Linked DNA regions of Sus scrofa: regions 1, 2 and 3 are each linked to region 4. Evidence: chromatin contacts called from public Hi-C and HiChIP or PLAC-seq data. All regions are on one chromosome and are shown on one strand. Each heading gives the region's core, a stretch centred on a gene start, on an enhancer-like site or on the middle of the called end of the contact. The rest is flanking DNA. Distances are from core to core; before and after follow the strand shown. Region 1 holds the start of INTS11 (integrator complex subunit 11). Region 2 holds the start of MXRA8 (matrix remodeling-associated protein 8). Region 3 holds the start of AURKAIP1 (aurora kinase A-interacting protein). Region 4 holds the start of RNF223 (RING finger protein 223).

Region 1 (4,795 bases), core at 622-3,121, 160 kb after region 4:
CTTGCGTCCACCAGAGTGACCAGGCCACAGCCCAAAGCAGGACACAGGCTGGTCCTCAGAAAGCTTCAGTCACCCATGACAATACAAGGCGATGGCAGCCACGAGCTCGGCCTGTGGGCCTCGGGCAGCCCAGCCACAGGCAGTGGCCTCGCAGTCCCCCACAGGCCTGCTCCTGCCTCCACCATGAGTTCCCGAGGGCAGGGCTCAGCTGCCTGCTTCCTGCTGCACCTCAAGCCCCAAGCCATGACCAGCTCCAAGGTACTGCAGAATTTATGGGAGGGGAAGGGTCCCCCCTTCACAGACAAGGGTGTGAAGTCATGGAGCAGCCCATGGGCACGTGTGACAGTTTTGTGGACTCCAGAGCTCTGCTCCTGGGCATGGGCTGCCTGCTCCCAACAGGACCCACAACAATCCCAGGGAGCAAGGAAAGTGGCCAGAACTGGGCAGGGAAGGGTTGCGGAACAGAGCTTAGGGTGCGCAGGAGGGTGGGGAGGTGGGGACAAAGCAGACACTGTGCCCACAGGGAGCTGGGGTTTCAGGGCGAGGACACAGTGACCACCTAGAGAAGTCTGCACCAGATGAGATGAGCGCCTCCTCAGGAAACAGTAAGACAGGGAAACGGATGGGCACATCCTCCCTGAGAAGACGAATTCCGAGTAGTTTGGAGAAGGACCGTGGGATGGGAGGGCAGCTGTGCAAAAGCCCTGTGGTAGGAGGGATCCGGGAGGGCTCTCTGTATCTGGCCCAGTGACCAGGGACCCTCTGAGGCAGAAACTGGCAACGTATTTCTGCTCTGATGGTGCCAAGGTTAAGTGACACTGAGGGCACTCCAGGTGCAGATCTGGGGTTTAAAAAAAAAAAAAAAAAAAAAAAAAGCACTAAAAAGATAGGACTGCTCAGGAATGAGCGGTGAGAAGAGGAACTACATGGAAAAGGGTCAGGCGGGAAGGAGAATCTGCAGAGGCGGGGAGGGCATGGGGCTGAAGCAGCCAGAGGGGACCCTGAGCCAACAGCTAGGAGAGGCCACGCAGGTGAGGACACTTATGGCTGGGTGAGATGTGCGCTCTGACCCAGCAGGCCAGGGGCAAGGGTGTTCACTGCAACTGCCAAGAGCTCTGTGTCCACACTGGGGGCTGGGTGGGCTATTCTGAGGGAGAGCTCACCACAGAAGAAAGGATGTGGAGCTCGGGGGACGGTCTACGGAAGATGCTCCCAGCGCACGCCCCGGGGAAGGAGGCAGCTTCCAGCACAGACCCCACAGGTGCGCAGGGAGGCGAGGCAGCAGCAGCTGGAGAGTTGACCATGAAAATGATAACTTCGGCTGTTTCTAAGACGCGGGATTCTGAGTGATCCTTCCTCCTTCGCACTGTTTTGTACCTTTTGGGCCTTTAAACTGTGCACTTACATCTTTTGCGAAAAGCAAAGTTACCTTAATGTTGCAGCAACCACATAAAACAAGGTCGGGCGGGTGGACTGCAGATAGATACACGGAGGCTGCAGGAAAGCGGACGCCAGACAGACGGGGGACGGGGATGGGCAGGGAGTGGCGAGGAAGCAGAGACAGCAGCGAAGGCGCCCTGAAGCACCGGCGCGCGGGGGGGGGGGGGGCGACGAGACTGCGGGGGTCCCCGGCCCGTCGAGCCTCCCACTCGCCTTCCTTGCGCGCTCTTGCCGCGCCGCACGCACCAGACCGCCCGCGCCGCACTCACCCAGGGGCGTGACCCTGATCTCGGGCATCCTGAGCGATGGTGGGACTACCGCCGCCCCGCCAGACCCCGGCGCCGAGCCCCTGCTGCGGCCACGCGCACTGACTGGAGGCGACACATTGCGCAGACGCAGCCTCAACTGCGCCAGCTTCCGGTGCGCTCCACGGAAGCGCGGGCGGGCGCGTTGGGCCTTCTGATTGGGCGGATGGCAGCCAATCCTGGGCGGTGGGGCGGGGGCCGGGGGCGGGGCAGCGGGACCTGGGGCGGCCGCGGCGGCGCAGGTGAGCGGCGGCGGCGGCGCAGGTGAGCGGGTAGAAACGAGCTGCAGTCGGTGGCGGGGAAACCCAGCCCAACCGAACCCGGCGGGTGGGCCTGGACCTTGCCGTGGGACCGCGGGAGAGGGCGGCCGAGGACCTGCCTCCCGCACCGGCCCGGACCCGGGGTCCCTGTCCCATCCCTGGGCCTCAGCTGGAGCAGGACCTGCCCAGGTTGGGGACCCCACCTGGTCGGGGATCTCGCGTTCCAGCCCAGCGCCACCTGGAGCCTCCTTCCCAGGCGAGATTTGCAGGACTTCCTGGACAGGGCCTGGCTCACACCCTCTGGACCTGAGGTGTTGGAGGACTGCCCCATTTTCCTTGCTGTCAGCCACAGGGCTCCGGTGCTCATGCCGGCCTCAAGATGAGCCCTGACCTTGGGGCCTGGGCTGCCTCTGGGGGAGCCTTGGCGGTGCCCTGCATCACCTTCCCAGAGTTGGCATGCTGCCCGCCCCGGCTGCATGGCCACTGCCCTTCCTGTTGTTTTCAAGCTCTGAAAGACTCCTGGCACCTCCAGTTAGCTGCTGGCTCAGGTTCTGGGCAGGAAGGCCAGGCCCACAGGATGTCTGGTGACCAGGAAGGGAGCCCTGAGGGCCTCAGAGGCCATCTGCTCCGTGGACAGAAAACCGAAGCCCTGAGAGAGGGAGTCTCTGGAAGTCTCTGGAGTGTCCTCTTCCTGAGGCCAGGCATGGCTGTCTCCCACACCTGAACACAGGGTGAGCTCACCTCCGAGCACTGGGCCTGGCATCAGGCTTGCAGCCAAGCCTGTGGGGCCTGCAGGGCCTCAGCAACCCCTGGGCCCCATCAGATGCTCTCAGCAGTCCAGATGCTGGGCAGGGCAGGGTGTGCTGGCCCATTCTCCCCGAAGATGAAGGGCGGGGTTTTAGGAGAGTGTGTGATCTGCCCAGGCATCCAGGTGTGCTCTCCTGGCTGGGCTCTCACCACAGCTTGGACGGCTGCCCTCCCATGCCTGGCTCCCAGAGCTCCCAGCACCAAGGGTACAGGAACCCCCCAGGCCCAAAGGGACAAGAGCTTGTCCTGGACTTGACGTGAGATACAGCTGGGTCCCCAGGGCCTGTCGGAGCCACACCACAGGGAAGCATGGCACAGGGTGCCCAGAGGTATCCAGTAACATGTGGGCACTGGGATGTTTGTGGAGTGACTATATGTTTGTTTGTTGCTTTTTAGGGCCTCACCTGCGGCATATGGAAATTCCCAGGCTAGGGGTCAAATTGGCCTACACTACAGCAAGGCGGAATCCAAGCCACAACTGCATCCTACACCACAGCTCACTGAAACACCAGATCCTCAGCCCACTGAGCGAGGCCAGGGATCAAACCTGTGTCTTCATGGTCCCAGTCGGGTTCATTACTGCTGAGCCACAGCAGGAACTCCTGGAGTGACTTTATGAATGCCAGCAGAACCCAGAGCAGGACTCTAGCCTGGGGCCCTTCTGGATTCCCTGGGGCTCAGGGAGGGCCTAGGGCTGCCTTCGGAGAGTGGGAAGACCTTTGGTGCAGGGACCTTTGGTCCCTCCTGTGTGGGGCGTGTGCAGTTACCATAGGAGTGAAAGGCTGATGTCTGTCTAGCTGTCCACAAACACTGACCCTGCAGCCTCTGCTCTGGTTGTTGGGATGCAGCTTCAAGCAGGGAAGGGCATGGCCCTCCCACCTCCGTCCACAGTCTGTCTCTCCATGGGGCTTGTCCTTCTACCTGTCATGTTGGAACTTCCTGCCTTTGTTGTTACCCGACACAAACATTGCCCTGCCACTTGGATGTCGCCCCAGTGGGGCCAGGCTCTTGGTGTCACTCACAGAGCACCCAGTGCGTGCCTGGCTCGGAGTGAGGACTCGGCAAATACTTCTCCAGCTGTAGGAACAGACAAATGGGGGAGGGGGGGAGTGAGACTATAAACAAGTCAGCAAGAAAACCTGAGCCGGAACTCCCGCCGCGGCGTAGTGGGCTAATGACCAGCCTCGTCTCTGTGGCAGTGCCAGTTCAATCCCTAGCCCAGTGCGGGGGATTAAGGATCCGGCGTTGCTGCCACTGTGGCGTAGGCCACAGGTGCATGTTCGGATTCGGTTGCTGGCCCAGGAACTTCGGCGCACCTTGGGTGTGGCTGAAAAAGGAGAAGAAAAAAAACCCAACAACCTGAGCACAGAGACGCCTGTCCCAAGTGAGGTGTGGCAGGGGGTTGACAAGCCTGAGTGACGGGCTGTGTGGCACTGTGGGCCGAGCGCCTGGCAAAGGGCACAGCAGGGCTCAGTATGTCTGCGAGTGTGTAGCACGAGCAGAGCAAGGTGGGCACAGGGCTGACCCACGGCTGGGGCTCACCACGAGCTCAAAGAGGGGAACAGCAGGATCATGGCTGTTTCCTTCCAACTGTCCCTACCCCCACCCCCAGAAATCACGACCCAAAGAATGAGCAGGCTCCCAGCCCGCAGCCTGACCCCGTGTGTTTCAGCTCCTGTTGAAAATGGATGACTTAGACTTCAATCTGAAAATTGTCCTCGTCAGTTTCAAGCAGTGTCTCAACGAGAAGGAAGAGGTGCTCTTGGACCACTACCTTGCCGGCTGGAGGGGCCTGGTCAGGTGCGTGCCCGGGGCCACTGCCCTGCCCTTTCCTGGCCCTTGGTCCCTTGTGTGCTGCCTGCACCTCAGCAGCGCTCGTAGGCGCTTTCCTGCCCTGGCCGGTCAGCTCTTATTGCTCGCCGCCCCAGAGGCAGGGGCGGCCTCCCCCACACCCCAGGCTGAGCTCCTGCTTCCCTGGCACAG
Region 2 (5,448 bases), core at 111-2,610, 190 kb after region 4:
CGGCTCCCAGGGGAGGGTGGTCACTAACCTGAGGACAGAAGGACAGCAAAGCCTGGAAAGAGAAGTCTGAGTCACACTGGGAAGCAGGACCTGAGACCTGACATCGCGGTCACCCACCCAGACCCCCCCCCCATGGCTCCCTGGGTCCCTTCTCTAGTCCTCACTGAGGTTGGTGCCAACGACACCCCCTTAGCAGGTGGGATAAACCTAGAGGAGCCAGGAGGACACAGACAGGGGTCTCCTTCCCCCCACCCCTCCCAGGCCCCCACCTCATCCTCACAGCAGCCTGCCCTTCTGGAGGTGGGTGGTTAGGCCAGGGTCCGACCCTGCTCAGGCCAGCTCTGGAGCGTGTGCTCGTCCCTAAGGGCCACTCTCAGGAATGGTGGCCACCGTCACTGCAGCGAAGCCACAGAGCCCAGGGCCTGACACCTCAGGCGGGTGTGGGGGCTCCTGCATGGGCATGTCTGGTGTGGCACCTGCCAAGGAGCAGGCCACACGAGCCCTCCGGGGTCCTCAGACCTCTGGTGCCCCTCCCGGGGCGGCGGGGAGGCTCTAAGTCTTCCTAAAGGTCTTCGGCTCGAGAAGGCTGGACGTGGGGAGTGACCCCACCATTTGCCACCCCACAAGCCAAATTCCTGCTCCAGAGATGTGGCCAAGTGCCCAGACGGGACAGAGGAATGCGCCAGGTCAGCAGGCCGGCCTTGGGTGGGGGCTCGGGGGCCTGGGAGTCACGGGGTGGGGGGTGCTCTGGAGTAGACCCCGCGAGCCCCGCTGTTCCCAGGCCCTCTCCATCCCCCGACCGCTCCCCTCCTGACACAGACAGGCTCCCTCTTCCTCAGGAGAGGGAGCCGGGAGGAGGCCCCACACTTCAGCCCCCCTGGCTTCTGTCCCAGAGTCCGCATCCCGCCCCCCCGTGCCGCGAGGGGAGTTCTGTGAGGGGGTCTGACCTAGGACCTCCTCCCCTCCTGGGCCCTGGGGGCCTGATCGCAGTGAGCGGCTCCCTCTGAGGCCCCCTAGAGCCATTCACTTCCCGGCAGGGGCGTCCCCCTTACCCGGGGCTTGAGCCCAAACAGACTCCCTCGGACCCCGGCCACTCAGACTCACTCTGCAGAAGCACAAGTTGCCAGAGAATGACCGGGGACCGCAGCTCCATGGCGCCTGCCTGGCCCGCCAGCTGCTTTGTCTCCCGAGCTCTAACTCTCCCGAAAAACAGCCGGGCCCCTCCTCCTCCCCTTCCTCAGCACCCGCCTTGACATCACGGAGCCCTGGGCCTGTCGCAGTCTGCAGCCCGCCCCTCCGCTCCTGCCCAGCCCCCGGGCCTCCTCCCATCCTTAGCTGCCCTGGTGGGAGGGGCGGGACCTCGGCCGCTGTGTCCCAGAGGGTGAGGGGAGCGAGCCCAGACCTGGCCCCCTCTCTGGTCCGGGAGGGGGCGGCAGTGGCCCAGCCCTCGGAGCAGCAGGAGGGCCTGAGGGCATGCCCCATGTCCTGTGGGTGTCTGTGACATATGGGGCCCTTCTGGGGCCACTGCTGATCTGGGGTTCTGGGGTGAGCACACCCTCAGACCTAGCTCTCTAGGGAGACCCTGGCTCAAGGCGTTGCCCCACACGGGCAGGGCAGCCTGTGGGGTTCAAGGCGGCCCTGCGGCAGGCCCGCAGAAAGGCATCCTGGGGCCAGACCACCAGCCCCTCCTCTGGGAAGTGGGGCGAGAGCAGCTCCCACTGGGGGGCAGGGAACAGGGGCCCCTGCAGGCGGCCTGAGGGGCACTGATGTCCACCAGAGGGCCAGCCAGGAGATGAGAGGCGTGGGACCCCTGTCCCAACGCCCCCACCCCACCTGCCACTGCCAAGGGCAGAGCCTGGTGTCCATGAAACGCTGCCCAGACCGGCCACAGTGCTCCTGGGAGCACCCCACCCCCCCCCAGAGGGGAGGAGAGGAAGGGCCTTCCCAACCGAAGCACAAATTTGAAGCTCTGGGAAAGCTTACAAGTCACATAAACAAATGGGAAATAACAGAGCACGCGCTCTGTACCAAACCCACCCTTTCTAGTTAAGCAAACCTCAAAAAAGGGGAAAAAAAATCTACCAAGCAACCACAAAAACCCACAGTGCATTTTTGAGACTCTGCCCATTCGGATTGAGTTATGGTCACAGCACCATCCCAGCTGCCCGGAGCCTCACTCTCCAACCCGCCCTGGTCCCAAGTCCTCAGCTGATCAAGGAGCCTGACCCAGCCAGACTCCTGGGGAAGGGGAAGAGACTGCTGCAGCAGCCAGAGGGAATGAGGGGTGACAACAGGTCGGACTGGCTGCAAGGACGCCCCACCCCCAGCCTAACGGACAGACGAGTCCTCGAGTCCTCGGCAGGATCCAGGCCCTGGGAGGCGGAGCCCCGTTTCCAAACTGGAATCGGGACCTGTCTCCCTATCCCACCCCACTCCTCCCTGGGCCTTGCATTCTGGAAAAACAAGCCCTGCCTGGCTGGCCTTGAGGCCTGGCCTCTCCTCCTGTTTTTCTAACTGGTTTGTATTAGTGCCGGCGGCCTCCCTCCCAGCCCTTCTCCCTCCTCCAGGCCCCCGCCCACGTCTGTCTCTCCCTCTGCTGCTGTCTCCAGCTCGGCCCTGTTCCTCCTCCGGCTGCCAGGCTGTCTCTCCTCCACGGAGAGATGTCCAAGCAGCATGGCGGGAGGCAGAGATGGCCCAGGTCCGGCCCTCCAGCCTGGAAGGGGACAGGGTCGGCCCCCAGCTCTGAGCTGGGAGCCGGGCCACACCCCAGAGCCCTCGCTCTTCTAGCAGGTTTCCCGGCTGCAGGCCCTACGCTGGGGTCCGTGGGCCTCGCAGAGTCGACCCAGCCATCAGCTCAGCCCAAATGCAGAGCCTGCAGCAGGAAACCAGCCCCTTGTGCTCTTGGGCAAAGGTGGACGGGGCGGTGCAAGGCTGTGGCCCCCATCCTCTGCCTGAGCCCACCTCCCAGTCCTCGGCAGGAAGCAGCTCCAGATGAACACAGAGGCTCAGGAGAGAAGGGGGCTGATATCACCGCAGGGCCCCCTGAGCTCTGGCCCAGCCCCAGCCAGACCGGAGCCTAGATCCACCTCCCTTCTCCTAGGAGCTGGAGGCGGAACGAGGAGGGTCGGCCACCAGCCCAGCTGAGACTCAGACTCTGGCTTCGGTCCTGGGGACCCAGACATTCCAGGCAGCCAGGCTCACTGGGAAGAAAACCCACAGGCGCTCAGAGGCACAAGCAGACACACGGACACATGCTCACACAGGCCGTCCCATCATTCAGCAGACACTGAGCACCCACTGTGTGCCCGGTCCTGGGCTATAGCACCAAACCGGGTGCCAGGCCCCTCCTGCCACTCACACCTGTTTGAGCTGAGGCAGATGGCAGACCTGCTCGCTGATGAATGAAGGCGCTTTAAACACAGCGAGAGGGGGAGTTCCCATTGTGGTGCAGTGGAAAGGAATCTGATGAGTATCCACGAGGATGTGGGTTCAATCCCTGGCCTTGCTCAGTGGGTTAAGGATTCAGTTAAGGTTGCCACGAGCTGTGGTGTAGGTCGCAGACGTCGCTCGGATCCCATGTTGCTGTGGCTGTCATGTAGGCCAGCAGCTCCGATTCGACCCCTAGACTGGAAACTTCCATAGGCTGTGGGTGCAGCCCTCCCCCAAAAAATAAAAATAAACACAGCGAGAGGTGCCGTTAAGAGATTAAAACACATACAGCCTCAGAGGGAGTGACACCCACAAGTGAAGGCCAGGCCAGGGCCAGGAGGCAGCCTGCTGGGGAGCAAGGGTGCCAGGCCCAGGGGTCTGCAGGCTGTGGCCTGGCCACACATGGAGCAAGATGGGGCCTTAAGGCATTTATGCGCAGGAGAGGAGGGTCTGGTGATGCAGAAAACGCCAGGATGGTTAGTTCAGAGCTGTCAGGATTTACAGGACTATGCTAGAAAAAGGCTCTCTGAGGGCCAGGTGGTGGGAAGAGTTCTGAGATGCTCCCCCAGGTCCCCCCACCCAGAGCGCTGGCGGGAGGGGCAACTGTGGTGGGTGGTTCTCTGCACCCACATGACAGCGCTGCCTGGTGTCACTCGTTGTGTGGAGTCTGCATCCTGGCCACTGGCCTCAGCCTGTCCCTCCAGCCGAGCTGTGAGAAGGCCGGTGGAGACAAAGGCGTGCAAAAACCTGGGGCCCCAGCCCCCGCCACCCCCCCAAGAAAACCTCAGTCCTGCAACCACAAGGAGCTGGATTCTGCCAAGCCCTGGGATGAGGCTGGAGGAGGACTGCAGGTGGGGCTGCCCCCGTTGGGCCCCTGGGCAGAGCGCCCAGCAAATGCACATCCAAATTCTAGCCCCATGGACACTGTGCAGTTAAGTGTGTGTTGATTTTTGATGCAGTAACAGGGGACAAATACAACCAGGGCAGGATCTAAAAGGACAAAAGTCTGGAGCTTCAAAAGGGAAGGGATCGGCGTCTCTGCAGGGCCTGGCTTATGGGCAGACGGGTTGCTGTGGCTGTGACGTAGGCCGGCAACCTACATGAGGCTGCGGCTCGTCCCCCATGGCCCGCGCTCTCCCATCACCCTGTTTTCTCTTGGTTCAGACCATCTTCCTAGAAGCAGTCCTTCTCCTGGTGTCCTGGTGGCCTACCTGGCACGGGTCTCGCTCTGCCAGGTGGGGGACTCTGCAGGTCCCATGTCTGGAGCCCTGTGTGTCCATGGAGGCCCCCCTTCTGCTGCAGACCTGAAGGTCAAACCACACGTTCAGCACCGCTGATCCCTGGAGACGCTATTTGAAAACATGAGGAATCTGGAAACCTTATCTCGTGGACTAGTTCACTCTTTTAACCTGAGAAAATGTTAGGGACCCAAGACCGAGGAATTTCACAGTCAAGGTCAGATGCTGGGTCAGGGGTTCCTGCCTGGCACCCTGAGGGATGCGCCCTCACCTCATTCCCACGAAAGTGGCAGGTGCTGCTCTGTGCGCCACCTGGAGGAGGGCAGCAGCCCTGGGTCAGGCAAGTCTGTTGGTGCCACTTGCTCACGTCATGCTTTATGTCACATGTTGGTAACCCTCGTGTCATTTCAAACCTTCCACCAGCAAAAAATTATGATTTGTTGAAGGCTCAGAGGATGGTTAGCATCTTTCAGAAATAAAGTTTTTTTGGAGTTCCCATCGTGGCTCAGTGTTTCACAATCCTGACTGGTATCCATGAGGTTTCGGGTTCAATCCCTGGCCTCGCTCAGTGGGTTAAGGATCCAGTATTGTCGTGAGCTGTGGTATACGTCACAGACGTGGCTCGGATCTGGTGTTGCTGTGGCTGTGGTGTAGGCCGGCAGCTCCGATTCCACCCCTAGCCTGGGAACTTCCATATGCTATGGGTGTGGCCCTAAAAAGACCAAAAAAAAAAAAAAAAGTAATTTTTAAATCAAGGCATGTTCATTTTTTTATTTTTTTA
Region 3 (4,668 bases), core at 937-3,436, 210 kb after region 4:
GCCCCGGCCAGAGCAGGCCCTCCCTGCCCAAGGAGCCCCTCGCCGGCCCCACGCAGGGCCCAACAAGCGGCAGAAGCCAGGAGCCCACAGGACACCGTCCATCGCCACCGCCGAGGACAAGGCCGCCCTTCCTGCCTGCCCAGCGAGACCCCCCCTGACCGCACGGGGTCCACATACATGAGGGTTTTTCACTGAACAGGGCCTATGATACCACGCAATCTGCAGCTGGTTGAAGCCAGACCCACGGACGTGAAAGGCCAACTGTAAATCATACTCAGGTCTTCAACTGCTGGAAGGCTAACTGTACACCCTCGTCACGTCAACACCTCGGCCTGGGCATTCCAGGCCCCAGGCAGGTCCCTTGGCACATTCGCCATTGGTGTGCTCATTGAGAGTCTGCCCTGGAGTCCCTGCGCGGTGCAACAGGATCGGCAACATCTCTGCAGCACCAGGGCACAGGTTCAATCCCCGACCCTGCACGGTGGCTTAAAGAATCCAGAGACTCTATATAATGTAGGGCAGCTGAGAAAAGAGAGAGAGAGAAAAAAAAAAGGCCTGCCCTGAGGGCAGAATGGGACTCTTCAAAGCTGTTCCCACTCGTGCATGCCTGGCCCCAGGACAAGGGCCAGCTTGAGGAAGGGATGGCCAATCTGCCTGCCGAGGGTCCTTGTTCCTTCTGTAATATCAAAGGCTGGCACCAACCTCAAACCCCAAGCAGCTCGCCCAAGCAGACAGGGGTCCAGGCCAGCAGACAGCAGAGTGTGCTGGTTCTTTATTACAATGGGTGGTGGGCAGTAACGGGGGGGGGGGGGGGGGGCCGCCATGCGCACCTCCAGACTCATTGGTTCTTCAGATAGATCTTGGGGGTCTGCCAGCCTGCAGGGGCTTCCTTCAAGCCTGCCTTCTGCCAGATGCGCTTCAAGTCTCTCTCAAACTTGACCTGCTTCTGTCTCAGGCGCCCTTCCCTGACTTTCCGCCGCAGGAACCGGGTTCTCTTGACCAGCTTGCGGTACTTGTGGTGATTCATCTTCCGCCGGCGGATCTTCAGGATGTTTTTGCACTGCATCTGGGGTGTGTCCCGAACCTCCTTATCCCCCTGCTTGACCCCTTCCCCCACCTGGCTAGGCGGACATTGATAGAGCTGAGCTGGAGACACAGTCCCTGGGGTCCCAGCGCCCAGTCTGGGCAGGAGGTAGCGAATGGTCAGCCAGCTCTCCAGCGGGCTGATGGACATCTTCCTGGGGACCAGCATCTCCTCAAGCTCTGGGTGGACGTGCTTGCCAGGAAGAGAGGCAATCCCACTGGGGCCTGGGGGCTGCGTGCTGTAGCGAGGCCTGCAGGCGTGCCTGCCCAGTACCTCTGAGACGCGCGGGGACCCACTGCGGCCTGCAATAAACAAGCCGACACAGTTACCACTCCTATGCACGGCCAGCGGGCCTGGGGCGCAGAACCTCCACGGCAGACTGGCCTGAACCCCTGCCTACTACATTCTCAGGCCCAAACTATGACACTTGGAAGCTTAAGGGGCTGTTTGTGCAGCCAGGCCCCCGGCTCCAGGGGGTGAGATACAGCAGCGGGGCGCAGCGGAGCTGCTAGTCCCACATCCAACCCCAGGTGCGTATCCAGCCCGTCCGCCCCCGTGGGGCCTCTTACCTGCCCCGGGAACAGCCCTGAGCAGCTGGGAAGTCAAGCGCACCAGGAACATGGTTTGAGTGTGGCGGCGGGCCCGGGTGCTCAGCAGAGCTGGAACACAGGTGGGAGCCGAGGTCACTCCGAGGACTGCGGTCACGCCCCGCCTCCCCTCCCGTCGCTCTCACCACCCCCTCCCGCAACGGGAACGTTACTTCGAGTACGACTCCCTCAAAACCTCCGCCTCCGCCGTTCCCCAGCTGCGCGACTCCGGGCAGGTACCGACCCTCCCTGAGCCTCAGCTTCACCCCGAAGCGCCCACCGCACGAGTGGGATCGACGCTCGGGCTCCAGGTCCCGAGCCCTACCCGGCCACGGCCGCCTTCGCTGTCCCTGGAGCGCGAGCTCTGCGGCCGCACGCCGAGCCTCCCCAGACGCCGCCGAGAGACGCAGCGGACCATTCCGCCGCCGCGCTCAAGCACTTCCGGTCCTTCCCTAAACCGACCCCCAGCCCGCGTGCGGCCGCCCGCCAGTTCCTACGCCCAGCGCCCCCTAGCGCATCACGGCTCCCTGCTCCTTGTCTGCGCAGACCCAGACGGGCCCCCAAATCGACGGCTTCCGGCCGGAGGAACCGCCCCCCCACCCCCGCGCGCCCCGCTCCCAGATCGCCAGTTCCGCCTGTGTCCAGCAAAGGCTAGAAAACTACATTTCCCACAATCCCAAACGATGCCGTCTGCACCTGAGTGGCCCGAACTCCCTTCCCTCCACGACTGGCCAAGGGCCAGTTGGTCCAGGCGGCCGGAAGTGGCGTTTCGGAGCTGCGACAGGGATGTTGTCCCGGCCACGGAAATAGAGTTCGCGGGACGACAGAAGTGGCGGGAGCTACTGCGCCCGCTGGAGCGGGAGGCTAAGGATCAGGAGCCGCTGAGGTTGCGGGCGTGGCCCCTACCCCCGAGCCCTCCTCGCGAGGATGGGAGGGAAGGTGGCCGACACGTGGTGCCTGCGCGCCCGGGCTCCTGCAGCCCGAAAGCCAATAGTGCGGCGCCGGGGCGCCGTAAGATCTCGGGGGTCTTGGGACCCGCCGCCCCCTCCATTTGGCTTTCAGATTCCTCGCTCTGCCGGTCTGGATAAGCGAAGGAGGCCCCGCGTCTAACGCAGGATAGAAAGCGGGATAGGTGGGTTTTTGTTTCCTTTAGAGCAAGCAAACTCCCATCCTGTGCCTAAGATTTTGTTCGAAAACCAAAAGCAGTCTCCCTGGAGCTTGCGGTTCGGCTAGAACTCAGCGTTGCTCCTCAAGAGTAGGGGACCAGAAGGGCTTCACCTGTCTAGTCCCGAAAGGCTCTGTTGTCCTCACTGAAGTTGGCTAGCGTGGACAGGATCCCCAGAATGACCTGCAGGGACGCCTGGTAGGGAAGGGATGTAGGGAGAGCCCCACTGGCTCTGCTCAGAGGCTTGTCCTGTAGGAGGGCCTTCCAGTGAGTCTTAGCAGGAAGTGGCCAGGCCTGGCCACCCCCAGGCTCCAACCTGGCTAAGCAGGGAGTGGAGGGCAGGCCAGTGGGAGGGCAGAAGCTGCAGCCTCCAGGCCCAGCGCTATAGCCGAGTCACGTGATGACCCTGCTCTTCAGTGGCAGGGGCTGCTTCTGGGTCCCACCTGTGGGAATGCCCCTCTCACTCCAGCCGCCCGGCCTCCCCAGTCTTTTACTTACGTTTGGTCTTAAGAGTGAGCCACCTGGATTGTGGGTGCTGACCCCGTCGCTTTGACACCTCCTTGGCTTTTTAACACTGGGCACCTTCCCCCAGGCTCACTGGCCCTAGTGTGGCCTGGAGAGAATTCACCCAGGTCCTGTGACAGGCCCCTGACAGCCCCTGATCCACACCAGGAGCCTTGCTCCCAGCTGCCGCCAGCCTGACACACAGCCTGGTGGGTCGCAAACGAGCTCCCTCCGGTGTAAGGGGACCCAGGACCATTGTGTCCTTTACACGCTCCCTTTACCCAAGGACAGGAGCCCTGACAAGGCTCCACAGAAGAGCAGGCGCATGGCATGCAGTACAAAATCCAACGCTTTAATGAGCTCGAGATGGCAGCGCAGACAAAGCACTAGAACGGATGCTGCGGGCTGAGCCCGGTATCCAGCAAGCAGGAGGACACACCACAAATTCTCTAAAGTTCCAAATGTCCTGAGTAGAGAGAACTGTGTTTATTTAACCACATAAAATGCATATATACGAAATGCCTCAGTATTGGAGCTGGTGGCCTGCACTCAGCGTCGCAGATAAAAATATAGGACTTTCAACACAGATCGAAATACCTTCACATTTAAAAAATCAGAATCCTCTACATGTTTTAAGCTGACAGAATTCAAGTTCTGAGTTTTCCGATACGGCTGTAACGTGTACGAAACACGTTTATTTACAACATGGGCAGGGAGTGAGGGGCTGTTAAGGCCATTTTCTCATGTCAAACACTGCAAGATACGTACATAAGTACAACCTAATATAGGCAAAGGTTCAAAGAGTCATTTTCTTGGTTTAACGTAATTGAGGGTCGGTACAGGGGTGGAGACCGCTTGTCCTTAGCACCAAGCCACACCACGAGGACGCGGGCCTCGGCCGCCGGCTGCTGTGGGGGGCTCTGCAGGACAGGTGGGGGCCGGGCCCGGGCCAGGCTTGAGGGCACCTTGCCCTCCTCTCAATTCCGTCTCCAAAGTCATCTCGAGGCCCAGGGTCAACAGCCGTTTCCAAGAAAGAGCCGTGCCCCGGGGCCAGGGGCTGAGGTGTGCACGCCGAGGGACCATCCCTCACCTCCGGTGCCGGCTGTGCCCAGGGTGGTCCCGCTCGTAGCGACGACCTGTTCGCTCGTAAGATCGAGAACGTTCCCGTCGCTGGTCTCTGTAGTAGTGACTTTTTTTCTTGTATTTTCCAGAATTATCTGCCCGCTCTCTTGAGCGGCTCCGAGAGTGGGAGGAGCTGCGGCTGCGGGACTTGCGGGGCTTCTGTGCGGAGAACTTGCAGTCCTTGGCCTTGTGGTAGCCCCTCACCT
Region 4 (5,146 bases), core at 1,179-3,678:
GCACCCCGTGCCCGTGAGCTCTCACACAGAAACAGTGAAGAGCCCTGCCTGCGCTTCTGGCGGGGGCGGGGGAGGGGGGGTCGGGGGCGGCTGGGAAGGTTTACAAGGTTCATCAGCCGGCACAGCTTAGACCAGACGCTGCTCCTCGCAGAACTAGGGGCTGGGAGGCCCAAGGTCAAGGTGCCGGCAGACCCGGCGTCTGGCGAGGGCCCTTCCTGGCCTGCAGACGGCCACCTTCTCACCGTCCTCATGGCCTTTCCTTGGTGTGCGAGCAGGGGTCATGTGAGCGGGGTGTGGGGAGGTCGCTCTGTCTTGCCCCTGCCCTCAGGGCACCGATGCCAGCACGGGCCCCAGCTCACCCCGATCACCTCCCAAAGGCTCCACCTCCAGACACCATCACACTGGGGTCATGGATTTGGGGCGACAGAGCCAATCGGCCCACAACACAGGGGAACCTTTAGGGAAGACAGAACTGTCCTGTCATGATGGGCGTGCAGGTGACAGTTGTACGCCTTTGTCAAAATTGATCAAACGGAGCCTGTGCATTTCATTTATGTGAATTACACGCACTAACTGAATAAATGCAATTCATTTTCTATTTTGAAGATCTCATGGGAGCCAAACAGCTAAGTAATGGAGCACGAGTTTCCACAATGTAATGCAGTTTGGTGAGAATTTACACTGTACTGTGCGTTCTTGCACAGCTCATTCTTCCTTAGAAAAAGTGGTTTCAATGAAGAAGTCACTGTGATTCTGCACAAGTAACACATCACGAAGCGGGTGGAATCACTCTGACCAGTCAACAGGGGCTGGGTGCTGGCTGGACAACCATGTAAACGGGCTCCCTGGTAGGAAGCCTTGCCTGGATGACCACTGCAGGGGGCGGTGGACGCCACATACATACCGCTCCTCCAGGCTTTGCGGCGGCTGTGGCTGGAGAGGGGGGGTCGCCAGCTTTAAAAATCACATGCGCTGGAGTTCCCATTGTGGCGCAGCGGAAACGAATCCAGCTAGGAACCATGCGGTCGCAGGTTCGATCCCTGGCCTCGCTCAGTGGGTTAAGGATCTGGCATTGCCGTGTGCTGTGGTGTAGCTCGCAGACATGGGTCGGATCTGGTGTTGCTGTGGCTGTGACATAGGCTGGCGGCTACAGCTCCAATTAGACCCCTAGCCTAGGAACCTCCATACGCCCAGGGGGTGCAGCTCTAAAAGATGAACAGACCAAAAAAAAAAAAAATCCCATGTGCTGATCTTGTTTCTCCCACTGCCCAGCACAGCACGGGAGGACCTGCTGGATCTCCAGCCCCTCAGGGCAGGTTCCTGCCAGTCACTTTCTCAGCAAGCAAAGGGAGCAATGTGGCTCTCAGGACAAAAGGAGAACTGTGTGTGGCCCTGTTCATTAACATGTTTCTCAACCCGAAAGTCCCATCGTGCTGATGGAGAACCGATGGTGTACACAATCTGACTGGATGCAAAGTCTGTGTACGTGTAGGTGCTCCGTGGACTCCGCAGCCCTGAGAAGGTACTGATGGGAGGACCCCCGGAACTCCCCAGGGGGTTCCTGGCCGTGGGGATGCGGAATTCTCAGTACTGTGGTGACTAGAGATCATTCTTCAAGTGAATTACGCTTACCTTGCAGAACAGGGCGGTGCAGGGAGGGTCCTGGGGTGACCACCCTCCAAGGCACGTTTGCTCTGTCTTTGGGAGACGCACACCGGGGCGGGGTGGAGTGCGCGTGTGCCAGAAGAAACTTTCCGTAAAATTCAGATTTTATTTCCTTCTAGGAGCTTCTGCATTCAGATTATGGCTGAACAAGGCTGCTACGGGGGCGCGGGCTGAGGCGCAGAGGACGAGGCCCAGCGCTACCTCCAGCACCGCGGTGACCCTGAGAACACAGGACAAAGCCGGGCCACCTGAGCGCCCCGCCACCAGGGAGCTGCGTTTGCAGGAGCGCTGTGAGAAGCGCGTCCAAACCCCCCGATCTTAATGAACTTAAACTAGAACGTCAATTAAATCGTTCTGGTGACTACGCACACGAACCCCTGTTGGACGAGGCCTGACACTCCAGTGGCGATCAGCGAGCTGAAATGGGAAACCTCCTGGGACTCGCGGTTCCTCCCGCGCGTCCGGGGCGCCCTGAGCCGGTGGCGGGGCGAGGGGCACAGAGAGAAAGGGCGGCCAAACCCCGCCGCCCTGACTGCCCCGGCGGGACTCCGCACAGCCAGGGCCGCCGCAGTCCCCGCCCCCAGCCAACCCCTAGCCAGCCCCCGCCCGCCCACTCCCGGCCCCTCACTCACCCCTGCGCCCTCCGGGTTCCTCTTTCATACCCCCCGCCCTCCAGGCGGTCGCGCTGTGCCCCCTTGGGACTTGAAGTCTCTCAGCCCGGGTGCCAGGGAGCACAGCTCCCAAACCGGAACTACAACTCCCGGCGGTCCGCGCGAGTCTCCTCCCCCGGAGGGTTCCAGGCCAGAGTTCTCGCGAGATCTGAAGGTTCGCGCGAAGCGACCTGGGAAATGTAGTCTAGGGCCCTAAACATGGCAGCAGAAGTAAGGGAAGGACTACGCCGCCGTCCGGCGTTGCCAGGAGACCAAAGAGCCCTGCAGTCCGAGGCGTCTGCGTTCCGGTTTCCGAAAAGTCGCCCGGGTCTCCTCCGTCAACGCTCGGCTGGACTGCCCGTCGGTTTCCGGCGGAGTAGCGGTTCCGGAGACAGCACAGGGTTCCAGTGGCGCATCCTGGGGAGAGGCGCCGCAGTACCTGGCGACCGCTTCCGCCCTGATGCCAGTCCCGCGCCCGGGCGCGGAGGACGGCTGGCGGGGAAAAGGCCTCTGCGATGTTTGCGTCCTCTCTGGGGGAGGGGTTCCCCAGGAAGTACTCTGTTCCGGGGCTGCCGAGCGCCCCCCTGCGCCCAGTTCTGCCACCTTCGTGACTCATGCCGCTTTCCGGGCGGGCAAAGCCCTTCTCACGGAGAGGGGCGGGGTAGTGGGATACCCGGGGCCCGGTCTGCACCGAGGGACGGACGTGCGGAGCTGGTCCCGGGAGAGGCTTTGCCTAGGGAGAAAAGAGAGTAAAACCACCACCGCCCTTGTGCTTTGTGTATCTTTGGGTGCGGGGACAGGGGGCGGATCTTCCGCAAGGGCGGCTACTGGGAGAGCAGTGCCTGGGCGAGTGAGTCTGAGTGAGAGGCCTGGACCGGGAAGGGCACCCACACAGCAAACTGCTGTCAGCATGGGCGCCTGTAACACTGGCTCTCAGATCTCTCCCCAGCATCCTTATTCAACATGAATAAGGATGGACGGGAAAGAAGTGTGATCTCGGGTTTCTCTGAACTGGTCGGACTGGTTGCTCTGTCCACGAAAGCTCCACCCCGTGACCTTGTGCCTCCCAGGGACTGTGACTGTCCCCCACAGTCAGTCCTAAAGACTGTGGGTGTGGGGTCTAGGTGACAGGACTGTCTGGCATCCTGGACTGGTTTGTCCCAACAGGATGACACAGGGGAATTTCTTTCTTTTTTCTTTTTCTTTTTTTTTTTTTTTCGCTTTTTTTTTTTTAGGGTCACATATGGAGGTTCCCAGGCTAGGAGTCAAATCGGAGCTGCCGCTGCCAGTCTACATCACAGCCACAGCAACGCAGGATTCAAGCCACGTCTGTGACCTACACCACAGCTCATGGCAACACCGGATCCTTAACGCACTGAGCGAGGCCAGGGATCGAACCTGCGTCCTCATGGATGCTAGTCAGATTCATTAACCACTGAGCCACTATGGGAACTGTGACACACGGGAATTTCTGTGTGGTCTCAGGCTCTGCCTCTGAGCCGCCCCAGACAAGAAGAGCAGTGTGTGTCCTGCAGCACTCCTAACTTCTCAGGAAATGGGATCGCAAGTGTGCCGAGGAGAGGGCAGGACCCTGGGAGCGTTGTTTGAGTCGGGTGCAGATAGGGTTAGGGTGTGCAGGGGTGCAGGGCACGAGTGCTATTGGACAGGTGGCTCCAGGCCGCTCCCAGTCCCTGGGCTCCCTGACGACCACAGCTCCCTTCCTGGCTGGCTTCTGTGCAGTTGGTCATCTGGCTGAATCCTGCAGGTTCTCCTCCCCTTCTGGACGCTGCCTCAGGACATTCATCCCAAGTTTGAACACCCTTCAACGGAAATGGAGTATCAGACTCACCGGGCGAGCTACTCTCCAAGTAAGAGCATGGGGCAGGAGGATGAGTCGCTCTGGGTCTTCCCTCCCAGAGGACAGTGGGCCCACGTGGTCGGGAGGAAGCTGGCCCAGTGTGAGCCATCCTCGGGCAGTAGTCCTGCCTCATTGAAGCAGCTCCTCTGGGCTCTGCGCCCACCTGCGCCGTGTCACAGAATTGCTTTGTACGGCTCTGCACCTTTCCACCTTCTTGGTGGTTTTCTGAAGACCAGTGGGAACTTGGTATTTATTGCTGAGCCTTCCTGCTTCAGCCCCAAGTTTCTCTAAGGTCAGGGCATCCATTCATAATGCATCCTCTGATATCAGAGGGTGACCTTTCCGCCAGTGCGTCTCAGTAGCGTCAGACCTGGGCTCCCTGAAAATGCTGCTCAAGAAGCCTGCAGATGAGATGATACGCCTGGGTTCTTGGCTGAGTCTCTGCAGTGCCCCGATCTGGGAGGCACAGGTCAGGGTCAGGGTGAGCTTCCAGTGCGGAGGAGGCTCGGTGCAGGTGGGGGAAAGTCCCCGCGTGGTAGTTGAGGGTTGGTGGACACAGCAAGGCAGGGCGTCGGAGGAGTCATGGGATCTGTTGAAAGCCTGGTGTTTAGAGTTTTTTTCCCCCATGAAGTTCCTGAAATGAACAATACAATTGTCTGCACCTTGTCTCCATGTAACCAGCTGCCCCCTCAACACCTCTGCCTTGAGGTCTCATCCATACTCCACCTGTCGAGGCCCACAGGAACCCCCGCCTCACTAAACTGAGGAAGTGCCCTCTCCTTCTACGTGGTTTTTGTTTGTTTGTTTGCTTTCGGTTTTGTCGAAACGCTTTTTAAAAAATCTATTGAGATGATCATCTGGCTTCTCCTTTTTAGTTTGTTCACGTGGGACCACACTGATTCTCGGATGTTAAACCAGCCTTATGTTCCGAGGAAATCCCATCTGGTCATGATAGGTTATCCTATTGCTGTAT

Evidence for each region. Hi-C and Micro-C count contacts between places; a contact is called where the count stands out from the background. HiChIP or PLAC-seq counts read pairs in DNA pulled down with a chosen protein or histone mark.
Region 1: an H3K27ac HiChIP or PLAC-seq map of alveolar macrophages shows a contact between it and region 4. The contact joins the promoter of INTS11 here to the promoter of RNF223 in region 4. A contact is called at or near these places in 1 of 5 promoter capture datasets (liver), 1 of 47 Hi-C or Micro-C datasets (skeletal muscle) and 1 of 2 datasets of contacts at active chromatin or transcription factors (alveolar macrophages).
Region 2: an H3K27ac HiChIP or PLAC-seq map of alveolar macrophages shows a contact between it and region 4. The contact joins the promoter of MXRA8 here to the promoter of RNF223 in region 4. A contact is called at or near these places in 1 of 47 Hi-C or Micro-C datasets (liver) and 1 of 2 datasets of contacts at active chromatin or transcription factors (alveolar macrophages).
Region 3: a contact with region 4 is called in a Hi-C map of skeletal muscle, with 8 times the contacts expected there. The contact joins the promoter of AURKAIP1 here to the promoter of RNF223 in region 4. A contact is called at or near these places in 1 of 5 promoter capture datasets (fetal liver), 3 of 47 Hi-C or Micro-C datasets (liver and skeletal muscle) and 1 of 2 datasets of contacts at active chromatin or transcription factors (alveolar macrophages).

What each region holds. Positions count from the first base shown.
Region 1 is chr6:63,606,044-63,610,838 of Sscrofa11.1, forward strand. INTS11 (integrator complex subunit 11) reads right to left here and starts at 1,872. Exons shown (of 17, transcript XM_003127493.6): 1 at 1,710-1,872. The coding sequence starts at 1,737. CPTP (ceramide-1-phosphate transfer protein) reads left to right here and starts at 1,948. Exons shown (of 3, transcript XM_003356107.4): 1 at 1,948-2,009; 2 at 4,485-4,612. The coding sequence starts at 4,497.
Region 2 is chr6:63,634,263-63,639,710 of Sscrofa11.1, forward strand. It overlaps MXRA8 (matrix remodeling-associated protein 8), which reads right to left and starts at 1,361. Exons shown (of 10, transcript XM_003356116.5): 1 at 1,105-1,361; 2 at 29-52. The coding sequence starts at 1,153.
Region 3 is chr6:63,655,382-63,660,049 of Sscrofa11.1, forward strand. It overlaps AURKAIP1 (aurora kinase A-interacting protein), which reads right to left and starts at 2,187. Exons shown (of 3, transcript XM_021097450.1): 1 at 1,997-2,187; 2 at 1,654-1,743; 3 at 739-1,386. The coding sequence starts at 1,705. The coding sequence ends at 839. It overlaps LOC110261342 (a long non-coding RNA gene), which reads left to right and starts at 2,294. Exons shown (of 2, transcript XR_002345410.1): 1 at 2,294-2,803; 2 at 4,552-4,668. It overlaps CCNL2 (cyclin-L2), which reads right to left. Exons shown (of 11, transcript XR_002345407.1): 11 at 3,672-4,668.
Region 4 is chr6:63,442,329-63,447,474 of Sscrofa11.1, forward strand. It overlaps RNF223 (RING finger protein 223), which reads right to left and starts at 2,429. Exons shown (of 9, transcript XM_021095183.1): 1 at 2,298-2,429. It overlaps LOC106509643 (a long non-coding RNA gene), which reads left to right and starts at 2,537. Exons shown (of 3, transcript XR_002344844.1): 1 at 2,537-2,675; 2 at 4,081-5,146.